2 separate regions of the Sus scrofa genome follow, and region 1 is linked to region 2. Evidence: chromatin contacts called from public Hi-C data. All regions are on one chromosome and are shown on one strand. Each heading gives the region's core, a stretch centred on a gene start, on an enhancer-like site or on the middle of the called end of the contact. The rest is flanking DNA. Distances are from core to core; before and after follow the strand shown.

Region 1 (6,367 bases), core at 1,521-4,020, 73 kb after region 2:
GCACCAGATCCAAGCCACATCTGCAACCTTGCTGTGCCAGATCTTTAACCCACTGAGTAAGGCCAAGGATTGAACCTGCAATCTTACGGAGACTATATGGAGTTCTTAACCTGCCAAACCACAATGGGAACTCCTGAATTGGCTTCTAAATTCACTTCGGGAAGTAAACAGACTCTAATCGATAATCAAAGGCCACATATTCAGGTCCAGTTCTTGACCTCATTCACTTGCTGGCATCCTCTGGGGAGCTGTGGAAATTTCCAGCAATGATCCCTCCCGACGAGGTCGTGCTGTGATGTGTTTGGGGTTCCAGATGCCCCAGGGGGTAGTGACGTGCATTCAGAGTGAGAAAATTGCTCTGGACCTTGGCCATCAGCTGGTTAATGGGGCTGCCAGCTTTTCACAGGCCAGAAGTCCCTTTGGTTGTCCTTTATCCCTCCAAGCAAGTCGCTGTTTCATATAATTTGCATAAATTCAGACTATATTTCCACCCAAGGTTAATCTTTTTAATTAGTTAAACTGCTGTATCATAGGAAGCCAACAGTGACCCTTAAGTACATAATTGGCAAAATTGAAACAATTAAGTAATTTTCCCCAGGGGAGCTTTCTGCAAAGCCATTCTGGCTACACGCGAAAGTACGGCACAAAACATGGAAAGCGTCTGTGGCACGTGTGAAAGATAGAAATGCGCTAGTGTTTGCAGTCTACTCAGCCCCACTGGAAGAAGGATTTCTGCTTGCTTCTCGGTCAACTCTTTGAGTCGACTGGTCACCTCCAGGATTCCTTTGTTTTCAGACTGCAGAAGGATGGAAAGAACGAGAGGCAAATGCTGTCTGCACGGTAGATTACCCAGCCAGAGAAAGGGGCAGAATCTGCTGTGGGCAGGCCGGAGGTTCAGGGGTTTGCACCCTTTGAACTGGCAACCCCAGCTCTTCCTGAGTAAAGGCAGCCCCAGGGCTTGGTGTTGGGCACAAAAACCCACATCCTGGCTTCACGCTGCTGGTCCCCTTCCCAACACCATTTCTCAGTTACAACTGGTCTACCATGAATGCCATGCCAAGTAAGACCTCTTAACATTCAAACAAGAACTAGCAAAGGCTGAGTAGTATTCCATTGTGTATATATACCACATCTTAATCCATTCATCTGAGATCCTGCTGTATAGTCCCTTGTGATGGAGCATGATGGAGGATAATGTGAGAAAAAGAGCATAGACATGTATGTGTGACTGGGTCACTTTGCTGTATAGCACAAAATTGATAGAACACTGGAAACCAACTATAATGGAAAAAAATAAAAATCAGTAAAAAAAAAAAAAACTAGCAAAGGACTAGGGTGGAAAGGGAAGCAGCTGAGACACAAAAGACAAGAAAATAACACATGTACAAAATTGTGCTGAAAGCCAGAGCAAGTATCCAACTCATGTTTCTCTATGACATTCAAAGAGGAGAAAATACATGGCTGCTGTGAAACAAGCTCTCAGAGAAAAACAGCCAAAGGCAAGATGTGACGATATGAAGAGTGTCAAGTAGACAGAAGTTAGAAAAGAACAAGCAAATAAGGACTCAGGGAATATCTCACCAGGGGCCATGCTGACAGGCAGCTTGAAGTGGACCCCGAGTAAGCCACCCAATTCCGAGGCTGGCAGCAAAGAGCTAGTCATGAGTGGGGAGGTCAAGCAGGCTGTGTGTGTGTGTGTGTGTGTGTGTGCTTGTAGAAATTCCAGATAGGGAGCAGAATGCAAATGCCTAGCGTGACAATTTAGAGATAATTATATAATTAGCAAGAATTTGGAGATGGAGAGAGGGAAAAAAAGGACCCTTGTGTAATTATGCTGCTTTCCTAGCCTTTCACAATGTGAAGACAATAGATAAGGCTTCAAAGCTGTAATTCTACACATACTCGTTTAAGCATATTATATAATGTTTTAAAGATAATTATAAAAGGATGAAAAGCTTCCCTAATGATCAGAAACCCCCTAATGTGGCCAAGACGTACTGGCACAAAAGTCAGACCCTGATAGTGGAGTGTTGATTTTTGCCATCTACTTGGCATGGGGCGGGGAGGGTGGCACTATCTAACAAAGTTTTAGGTAAATATGCCACTTTTTGGAATTCATCTCACGGATCTACGTACACAGTCTCATGGCATGCGGCAATCCTAGATACATAAGTGGAGGAAACTCCCCAAGGCCATCTCTGTGCCCCAAAGGCTTAGCATGTTTCCTTTCCTGCAATGCACACTCCATGACTATTCATTACAGCAAAATTACTCACCCAAGTTGCGTTGCCATTTTCTAGCTGTGTGATCTTGAGTTTCTCTTCATCTCAGTTTTCTTATTGGCAAATCGAAAACTGCACTCTTTCTTGTGTTCATGCTAGCTTCCGTTATTTGAGTGTGTAAGTAGTGAGCCCATAATAAAGTGTCATGAAACCATTTTTCTTATGCTCATGGATTGGGTGGGGTGGGAATTCAGACAAAGCTCAGAGGAGTAGTTTGTTTCGGCCCTGCCATGGCTAGAATCTCCATTGGAAGACCCTGAGCCTGGGAACTGGGAGCCTGAAGCCTGAAGCCTACTCGCACATGTGTCTGGTGGGTGATGCCAGATGCTGGCGGAGGCCTCGGTCCTTTCCCATGTGATCTCCTCATGTTGGCTAGCTGGGCCCCTCATGGCAAGGTGGCTGAGTTTTGAGAGCAAGTGTCCAGGACAGACAGAAAGTCCCATGGACACCCTATTGATTTTTTCTTATCTAGCCTCACACTGTGTCACTTCCATTGCATTCTGTTGATGTGACAGTTACAAAGTCTGCCCAGGTTCAGGTGGACACGTAGTAGTTTTCTCAGGCTGGCATAACAAATATCACAGACGGGGTGACTCTTTACTGTCTCACAGTTCTGGAGGCTGGAAGTCCAAGTTCAAGGTGTGTGCAGGGTTGGTTTCTCCTGAGGCCTCTCTCCTTGGCTGGCAAAGGGCCGTCTTCTCCCTGTGTCCTCATAGGGTCTTCCTTCTGTGTGTCTCTGTCCTAATCTCTTATTAGGACACTAGTCACGCTGGTTTAGGGCCCCCTTAATAGCTTAATTCCCTTAATCCCCCCTATAAAAGTCCTACTTCCAAATAAAGTTACATTCTGGGGTCCCAGGTGTTAGGAACTTAACGTGAATTTTGGGGGGACACAGTTCAGCCCATAACAGGAGGGAATAGGACCACACCTCTTGAGAGGGGGTCAGTGTCATGCTGTAAGAAGAGCTGGAGGGACAATTATCTACTGGCATAGCCACCTTTGGAAAATACAATCAGCCAACATGACTTATAGGGCCCTCTTGATACAGTCTAAGTTACATAGGGGAAGGTGATTTACAGTGACCTCTGGTATAACTGATAGGGTGTAATCTACTGGTCCTGGAGAACAGGCCCTCTGGTTGAAGGGCCTGCACTTGCCAGGGGCACGTCATCGCCCACAGGGTGATCTTAGCACCTACTGCATAAGGCAGAGATGGCCAGAACTGTGAGCATGAATACAAGTGTCCCTTTTCATTAACCCTTGAAAACACCTCCTGACACTCATCGGGTTTTTGCTCCCATCTCTCCTGACATCGGGCTGAAATCTAAGCCTTCAGGAAGCATTCCTGAAAATGAAGTCTCGGATGTTGTGAGCAGGGCTGCAGCCTGCCCCACTTCCCCTCTCCCACAGGGATGTGCGTGCTGGTTAACTCCCATCCTCCATCCTCGCATCTCCCTGGTGGGGTCTTGCTGGCCTTTGGGCCTCTGCCTGACTGTTCTGCAGGCCAGGACCCCTGCGGTTTAATGGCCCACCCGCACCCAGCAGCCGCACCCAGTGGCCTATGGAAGCGACTTACACACACTCCAGGGACTGCACTCTGAGTTCCGCACTGGCACCCCGGGTCCTGAGTGGTACTGGGCTCAGTTACCATGGTGACCAAAAGATTTCTTGCAGCCATTTCCCACCCATCTTCTTCCTGTCTTCCTCACCCCCCACAGTGCTCTGGGAACGCTCCCCTCCCCCAAATTTTCTGCCTGCACTGGAATGTTGTCTGGCATGTCCGTGAACCCAAACCAAGACACATAACACTGGGCAGTTCTGTGAAAAGAGTGCAGAAACCCAGACAAGTATAACCACGTTGAGGTTGAAATTGAGTCATTTAATATTGCCTCTTTCGTCTGAACCTGAGGAATTCCTTCCCCCACCACAGCCCTACCCTGTGTCAGCCTGGGTGTCACACTCTCCCTGTCTGGGCCCTGCAGCTCCATCCCACCCCCAGCACCCACAGAAAACCACCAACCGGGGCAATGGTACACCCGGCTCCAGTGGGCTCTCTAATGAATGCCTGCGGGATTACAGAAGCCACTCCATTTAGAGTCCCGGGTTAATACAATGGGAACAGGCCTCTGGTAATTCGAGTTTATCCCCCTCACTAAGCCAGCACAACTGTTTGGCTAGAATGGGAAGCACGGGGTATGGAATTTGCTTATGAAAAGCCATTGCCATTGCTGGGCATGGTGACATTCTGTGATGACAAGATAATCACTGGCCTGGGGTGGGTCATCTGGCCAGGAGGAGAAGGCCTGGGTGTCCCTCTTGGGAAGAGCTAGAGGGGGAGCTGGGGTGGTCCAGGAGGGCCCCTGCTTGGCTGCTGCTCTCTGTCCTCCAGCCCAGGGCTCACAGGGGCAGCTCCCTCCCTGGGAGCACCGAGGAATTCAGGCTGCGCTGACTCCATGTGGCAAAGCCATCACCAAGGGCAGTCTCTTCCCAAGCCTTCCCCACACCCTTGTTTTCCCCGGGGCCCTGGGCCACCACCAGATCCCTGCCATGGCTGGCTGGAGCCCGACTCCCACAGCCAGGATGGCCTGTCCTCCAGACTTTTCCAAGGGGGCCAGTCTGAGTGGCGTTGGTGGTATAGTGGTGTTTATAGCTGCTTTCCAAATGGGCCAGTCCGCCCTCCTGCACTTGGCTTTGTCCACAGAATCCACTTCCCCTTTTTAATTTTATTTTTATTTATTTGTTTTTCTTTTATATGCAAGTTTCTGGGCTAGGGGTCCAATTGGAGCTGCAGCTGCCAGCCTACACCACAGCCACAGCAGCACTAGATCCGAGCCCCGTCTGTGACCTATACTGCAGCTAGAGGCAACATCGCAGCTGTAACCTACTGAGCGAGGCCTGGGATCAAACCTGCACCCTCATGGATACTAGTTGGTGTCTTAACCTGCTGAGCCACAGTGGGAACTCTTCCTTTTTAAAATGTGTTTATGACTCCAGTACTTGAGGAGGCTCAGCAATCCCTTGATGCTTTGGTGGCTCTGAGTGTGCCTGGTGCTGTCACAGCCCCCTTGGACCTGGGGGTCATGGGGTTTGGGTGGACACTCAGTCTCCTGATCTGGTGCTGCCTGTATAGGTGTATAAATGTGCTGACCAGAGGCACTTCTTGCTGCAGGTGTGGGCTTGCAGTTATAGAACCAGAAACCTGTGACTGCCCCACAGGTTGGTGCCTTCACCACAGCTGAGACCTGACTAAACAGCACCCCCAACCTCTGGCATGCAGAAACAGAGACAAGCCAAAGACCAGAGGGAAACGAGCCATTTTGGAAGGGCGTATATTTCTCAAATGGAAGGAAAACACAAAACAAAGTAATGAGGAAACTGGGACAAGTTGAAAAATCCACTTGGCAATCAAGAATTGTATTTGTTTTAAGTTGATGAAGAGTTTTGAAACACTGAGCTGGGTCAGGATTTGGAGGCTGAAGGGTCAGAGGGAAGGCTCTTAAAAGTGATGTTGAAAAATTCAACTGAGGCTGAGCAAGGCCAGATCCTTAACCCACTGAGCGAGGCCAGGGATCGAACCTGCAACCTCATGGTTCCTAGTCAGATTTGTTAACCGCTGCGCCACGACAGGAACTCCCTAAAACCCTCCAGTTTTGTATGAGCTCCCTTTTGAGTAAGAAGGAAAAGAAGAATATCTATGAATGTGTGTCTTTTTATGCAGAACTTGGTTGTTCTTTATTTAATACCTACAGAGTTAGACTTTAAAAAAAAGTTCATATATTTCTTTTTAATAAAACATACTTGTTACTGTTTAGTTTAAAAGCAAACTTTGAGTTTGTTGTTTTTGTTTTTCTCTTTTGCCTTTTCTAGGGCCACTCCAGCGGCATATGGAGGTTCCCAGGCTAGGGGGTCTAACCGGACCCGTGGCCACCAGCCTACGCCAGAGCCACAGCAACTTGGGATCCGAGCCATGTCTGCGGCCTACACCACAGCTTGAGGCAATACCGGATCCTTAACCCACTGAGCGAGGCCAGGGATCGAACCTGCAACCTCATGGTTCCTAGTCGGATTCGTTAACCACTGCGCCA
Region 2 (5,523 bases), core at 2,177-4,676:
TATGTCATCCCACTGCCCTCTGGCCTACATGGTCTCTGATAAGAAATTGGTTATAAATGTTATTAACTCCTTGTAAATGACAAGTTGTTTCTCTCTTGCTACTTTCAAGGTTGCCTGGCTTTGGCTTTTGGCAATGTGATTATTATGTCTTGGTGTGGTTCTCTTTGATGTGATTCGGATTGGATTTCATTGAGATTTTTGGATGTGTAGATTCAAGTCTTTTGTCAAATCTGGGAAGTTTTTGGTCATTATCTCTTTACATATTCTTTCTACCCCTTTCTCTCCTCTCTGGAACTCCCACTATGCGTACATTCATACATTTGATGATATACCACAGGTATTTGAGGCTCTGTTTATTTTCCTTTGATCTTTTTTCTCTTTACTTTTCAAATCTGATGATTTCTATTGACATGTTTTCAAGCTTACTGATTCTTCTGCCATGCCAAACATGCTCTTGAGACCCTATCATGAATTTTTTTGTTTGTTATTATTTTATTGACTTTAGAATGATACTTTAGTTCTTTTTTAATGATTTCTCTTTATTAATTTTCTTTGGTGAGACATTTCCTCATATTTTTCTTTCATTCTTTGTGCATATTTGAAAATAGCTCACCTAAAATCTTTTCTAATAAGTTCCAAGTCTTGCTTTTTCAGAGACAGTTCCTGCTGGTTGTTTCTTTTCCTTTTATTGGTCACACTTTCTTGTTTCTTTGCATGTTATAATATTTTGTTGAATAATAGACCTTTAAAATAATAAATATGCAACTTTGAAAATCATATCCCTGCATCCCCTCCCCAGGATAGTTTTTATTTATTTATTGACTTGCCTGAAATAATTATGTATTTTTCCCTCTCTTCTTTTTTTTTACGGCTGCACCCATGGCATATGGAAGTTCCCAGGCTAGGGGTTGAATCGGAGCTGCATCTGCAACCTACGCCACAGTTTGCAGCAATGCCAGATCCTTACCCCCCTGAGCCAGGCCAGGGCTCGAACCTGCATCCTCGCTGAGACTATATCGGTTCCTTAACCCACTGAGCCACAGTGGGAACTCCTCTGTATTTGCTGTTGCATGTGGCACTGAAACCTCTACTTGGTTAGTTAAGTGGTCATCTAATAGTTGTACTGGTATTTAAATTCTTTGTACCAATAAGTCTCTAGCTCTTGCCAAATGGCTCTGCGTGCATGTTGGGACATATCATCAATGCTTTGTCAGGCAATTGGCAACCTTTCTTTAGTCTGTACTTCCTGTTTGTGCAGAGACTCAAGGTCAACAAGTGGTGATAATTGGGTCTTTCTCAGGTCTTTCCTGAGTGTGCACATAGCCCTGCAAATGCACATTGCCTTCTAAATTCCTAGAGGTATGTCAGAGCTTGTCATAATCCCCTGTGGACATCTCATTCCCAATTTTCTCTTTTTCAGTGTTTTGGTCAGCTTCTTGTTTACACCAACTGGAATCATTGCCTCAGGAAATTTGGATGCTAGGCAATTGTCAACTGTTTTTTTTTTTTTTCCTGCAAATACCCTGTGGAAAAATATGCTCATGATGACGGCGTTCTAAGTCAGGTCAGATAAAGGCAAGCCCTGTGAATGGGGTTTTCCCCGCTAATTGATTCTCTAAGGAACTACCAGACAGGTCTGATAATGACAAATTTCTAGGAATAGGGCCACAGGGAGGCCACAGACATGGTGGTAGTCGGGTCATGACTACCTTGGCTTTGAGGTTGTTGGCTTTCAAGCTGTACAGGAGTTTGGAAAGGAGGCTGACTATATGGCCATTAAAAAAGCCACGGAGCTTGATGTTCTTACTGAGATTCAGTCATTGTTCTTGAATAAGTGCTCCTTGGATTATTGCAAGCTTTTGGCTGCATTCCAGGGTTCTGTATATGCTGATTTTGACCATTATTGCTTATACAAAGGAGCAGATTTTTGGAGCTTTTTCACCTCATCATTCCCACTGGTTTTACTCACCTAGCTGATTTTAATGCAGCTCTGCCTATCATTTACCTTATTCATAAATAAGGTATTCAGAGTAGATTTCTGACTTTGGGTACATCAGAACTGATGTCTATTAAATAAACTAATGTTAATTGAATCACAGTAAGAGAACAGTATAATATATTAATCATTAAGTATTGATATTAATATTATTAATATATTATTATTATTACAGGACAAAATAATTGCAATCAAAATGTAAAATGTATTTGCAGTCAAAAAGATAGGGTTTACTGCTGTGTTATCTTTCAAATATTGCCCTGAAGAGGAACCCCGGGAACAGAAATTTCCTGCTCCAGCTGAGGCTGCACCTGCGTGGTCATGAGATTGGCTTGGTCTGTGGAGAATTTCAGGGGTTAAACTGAGCGCCATAGCCATAGTTCAAAGCAAATCAATCCATAAATGCTGAGTTCCCAAAGTAAAAATCAAAAGTTAATTATCAAAATCCTAGCCTTTATAAATGCTTTTATGTTGTAGAAGAAGTACAAATTTTTCTTCCCTGGTGTTAAATTCATGTCCCATTGTTGGACATGAAGACTATGACGACAAAACAGTTTATTAACTTTAACTTGTCAGATCTTTGGGCAGGATTTCAAATATAGTAAGAGTCAGCTCGTGATGGAAGATGAAAAAAGAGAAAAAAGTAAAATGAAAATAATCAGAATGAAGTTTGATGATTGATTATTTCCAATATAGCTTAAGGGACCAGATAGATTCTAGTTGGTTACCAGAATGTCTCATTGGCCCTGTTACATTTCAGAGGAAGTTTTCAGGGAAGGTGTTGTTGAGAACAATGGGTAGATATTCCAGAGTCCTCCCCCCCCACTGGCAATGGCAACGCTCAGAGCTCAAACACAGTGGCCATTGTTGCGAACATGGCTAATCACCGATACGCTCCACTGGAGTCTGTGTTGATATTACCAAAAACAGTTTATGCTACACAGACTCTTTATTCATGTAACAATTACAGCCTATTTGTCTTGGGTATTTCGCAACTGTTCTTGTTGGATAACACTGGCAAGCTTAAGTAATAGTTTCTTGCTAACATTATTGCTCAAGAACATCAAACATGATGCATTGAGTTTTCGTGTGTGATGCGTCTGTCTTTGGCTTCGGGCGTCTTTGACCTTTTCCTTTTTTTATGTATCAAATAATCTGATGGTGGGGTTCTGCCTATTGTTTCTAACACAAATGCCAGGAACCACTTGAGCAAACTTTTTGATTTCAGTTTTAATGGGTAGTTTTGACGATGATCAAGCGTAACACGTCCCAGCCAGCCACAACGCTGTGCCAGAAACCAGGGACTTCAAAGAGTCTTCTTTGTAGAACTCCAAAGGAACTGAAATTTCTGTTTCTCCATATCGTCCAACTTAATTGTTGGCAAAAAGGGACTGTTGGCAGGAAGCACACATCACGTGGTTCCAGTTCTGCTTCAGCAAAGGGCAATAGGAGGCAAGAACCCTGCCCTGCATCATGCAGCCGTGGGCTCTGATCCCCTGACACGTGCTTCAAAACACATTATGCAATAGGACTGATTAATGACTGCTTGCATAAGAGGTTTTTCATTTCCCCAAATGCAAGCATCCTGGGAATGATTAACTTTGTGACATAACTCTCATCACACAACTATGGAAGATTGAAACAGAGCTTCAAGATAATGTGCTTCAGAAATAACCAAATGCATTTTAGCTTCTTAATGGGTACATGATTAACAGCTTTTTTATTGCCACTGGGTAAAATAGAGAAACCTACTTGGGATTTTTGTTCAGAGCGGGAATTTCATGAGATGGGCTCATGCATGAACACTCTGCTATTGCATTTTAATTTTACCTTTGCATATTCTAATTTGATGTGAAAAATCTCAGATCTATTTTGCGATGACCCATCTTGTGAGCTAAAGATTGAACATATGTTACTTTTATTAAACATTTTTGGGTCAAAGAGCTCTGCCTCTCACATCCCCAAGCATGTTAGAGAGTTCCCATGATGGTTGTTATTGATTGCCTGCAACTGAAAAGGTTTGCATTTTATTCAAGATTTTCAAATCTTAGTTGAGGATGGTCTGAGATGCTTGGTGTGTTAGGGCTCTTCGGGGTGGGTGGCAGGAAATCAACCAAAGCGGTTTGGGCACAAGGGAGTTTCGTGACTCTCAGTGTGGAACTCTGACAGGACAGGGGAGCAGCATTCACAGGGCCCCCAGGAACCAGGGGCCCAGGGCTGTAGGGACAACACTCCATTTCTCATAACATGTTCTCTGCCATGTGGCTTCATCCTCTGAGCCTGATCCTAGGGCCTGGCTTCATCTGATGGCAGATCCCAGCTGCCTGCCTCAGCACCAGGGAGGATAGGAAACTTCACTCAGTTCTAAGTCAAAAGAAAGAAAGAAAGAAAAGAAAAGAAAGAAAGGAATGAAGGAAGGAAGGAAGGAAGGAAGGAAGGAAGGAAGGAAGGAAGGAAGAAAGAAAGAAAGAAAGAAAGAAAGAAAGGAAGGAAGAAAAAGAAATGAGTTCCCGACATGGCGCAGTGGAAACAATCCAGCTAGGAACGATGAGGTTGAGGGTTCAATCCCTGGCCTTGCTCAGTGGGTTAAGGATCCAGCTGTGCCATGCGCTGAGATGAGGCTTGGATCTGGCGTTGCTGTGGCTGTGGTGTAGGCCGGCAGCTACAGCTCTGATTCAACCCCTTGCCCGGGAACCTCCATATGCCGCAGATGAGGCCCTAAAAAGCAAAAACAAAACAAAACCAAAAAACCTCCCAAGAGAGGTCTCTACTCGGCCTTGCTGGATCACATGTCCTCCGTGTGGCCTCAGAAGTGGGCATTATGCGTGGAGGAGGGGCACCTCTCCAATAGACAGAAGGCCTGCTGTTCTAGCCCAAAAAATCACAGTGGCTACGGAGGGCCAACCTCAGCTCAACCAGTCATCCTCTCCCCAAGAAGCCCCCAAATCACCTTCAAGCATTTCCTCCTGGTCCATCTGCAAACAGATGTCTTGCTGAGAGCTACCCCAGGTCCTGCCCAGCAAGTGCACCCAGCTCTCACCCCTACCTCCAGGTCACTTCCATTGCTCTCGAGCCCAGGTTTGGCTCCAAAGCAGCAGGTAGCCTGTGACGTCCATGCTGTTTAGCCACCTCAGGACACTGTACCCAGGGAGGGAGGAAATCTGTTTACAAATAGGGACAAAGCACAGATGCTCTTTATCCACACACTTTCCGTGGTCATAGGGCCACAGGCCAGGATTTGGGACCTGGGACCCTTTGCTTTCGTGTTTGTACTGGACAAACGCCCCTTCTGGCAACAAAATACAAAGTATAAGGGACTAAAAACAACTGCATGCATGCGCAGTCGCAGCCGGGGAAAACTGTGAACAAGTAAGTACCAAAAGCCCAGAAATTCCACTGTCACTTCGGAGGAGCTGGGGGCAAAACAGGGGACTGTGCCTGCACCCTGCACACAGCACCACCAAGGGGGTGGGCAGACCACCTAAGCCACCCCTCCAGACGGACCCCAGGACCCACCCCTACCCTCA

Evidence for each region. Hi-C and Micro-C count contacts between places; a contact is called where the count stands out from the background.
Region 1: a contact with region 2 is called in a Hi-C map of liver, with 8 times the contacts expected there. The contact joins two enhancer-like sites. A contact is called at or near these places in 1 of 5 promoter capture datasets (liver) and 4 of 47 Hi-C or Micro-C datasets (liver and skeletal muscle).

Annotation. Positions count from the first base shown.
Region 1 is chr14:2,309,569-2,315,935 of Sscrofa11.1, reverse strand. No RefSeq gene overlaps it. Among named protein-coding and RNA genes, the nearest start is that of SYK, 210 kb to the right of the region's middle. Within about 2 kb of position 2,770, at least 1 of the 83 cell types and tissues checked has an H3K27ac peak or open chromatin away from gene starts, as enhancers often do. A contact at or near this core is called in liver, where this site is marked.
Region 2 is chr14:2,384,159-2,389,681 of Sscrofa11.1, reverse strand. No RefSeq gene overlaps it. Among named protein-coding and RNA genes, the nearest start is that of AUH, 160 kb to the left of the region's middle. Within about 2 kb of position 3,426, at least 32 of the 83 cell types and tissues checked have an H3K27ac peak or open chromatin away from gene starts, as enhancers often do. A contact at or near this core is called in liver, where this site is marked.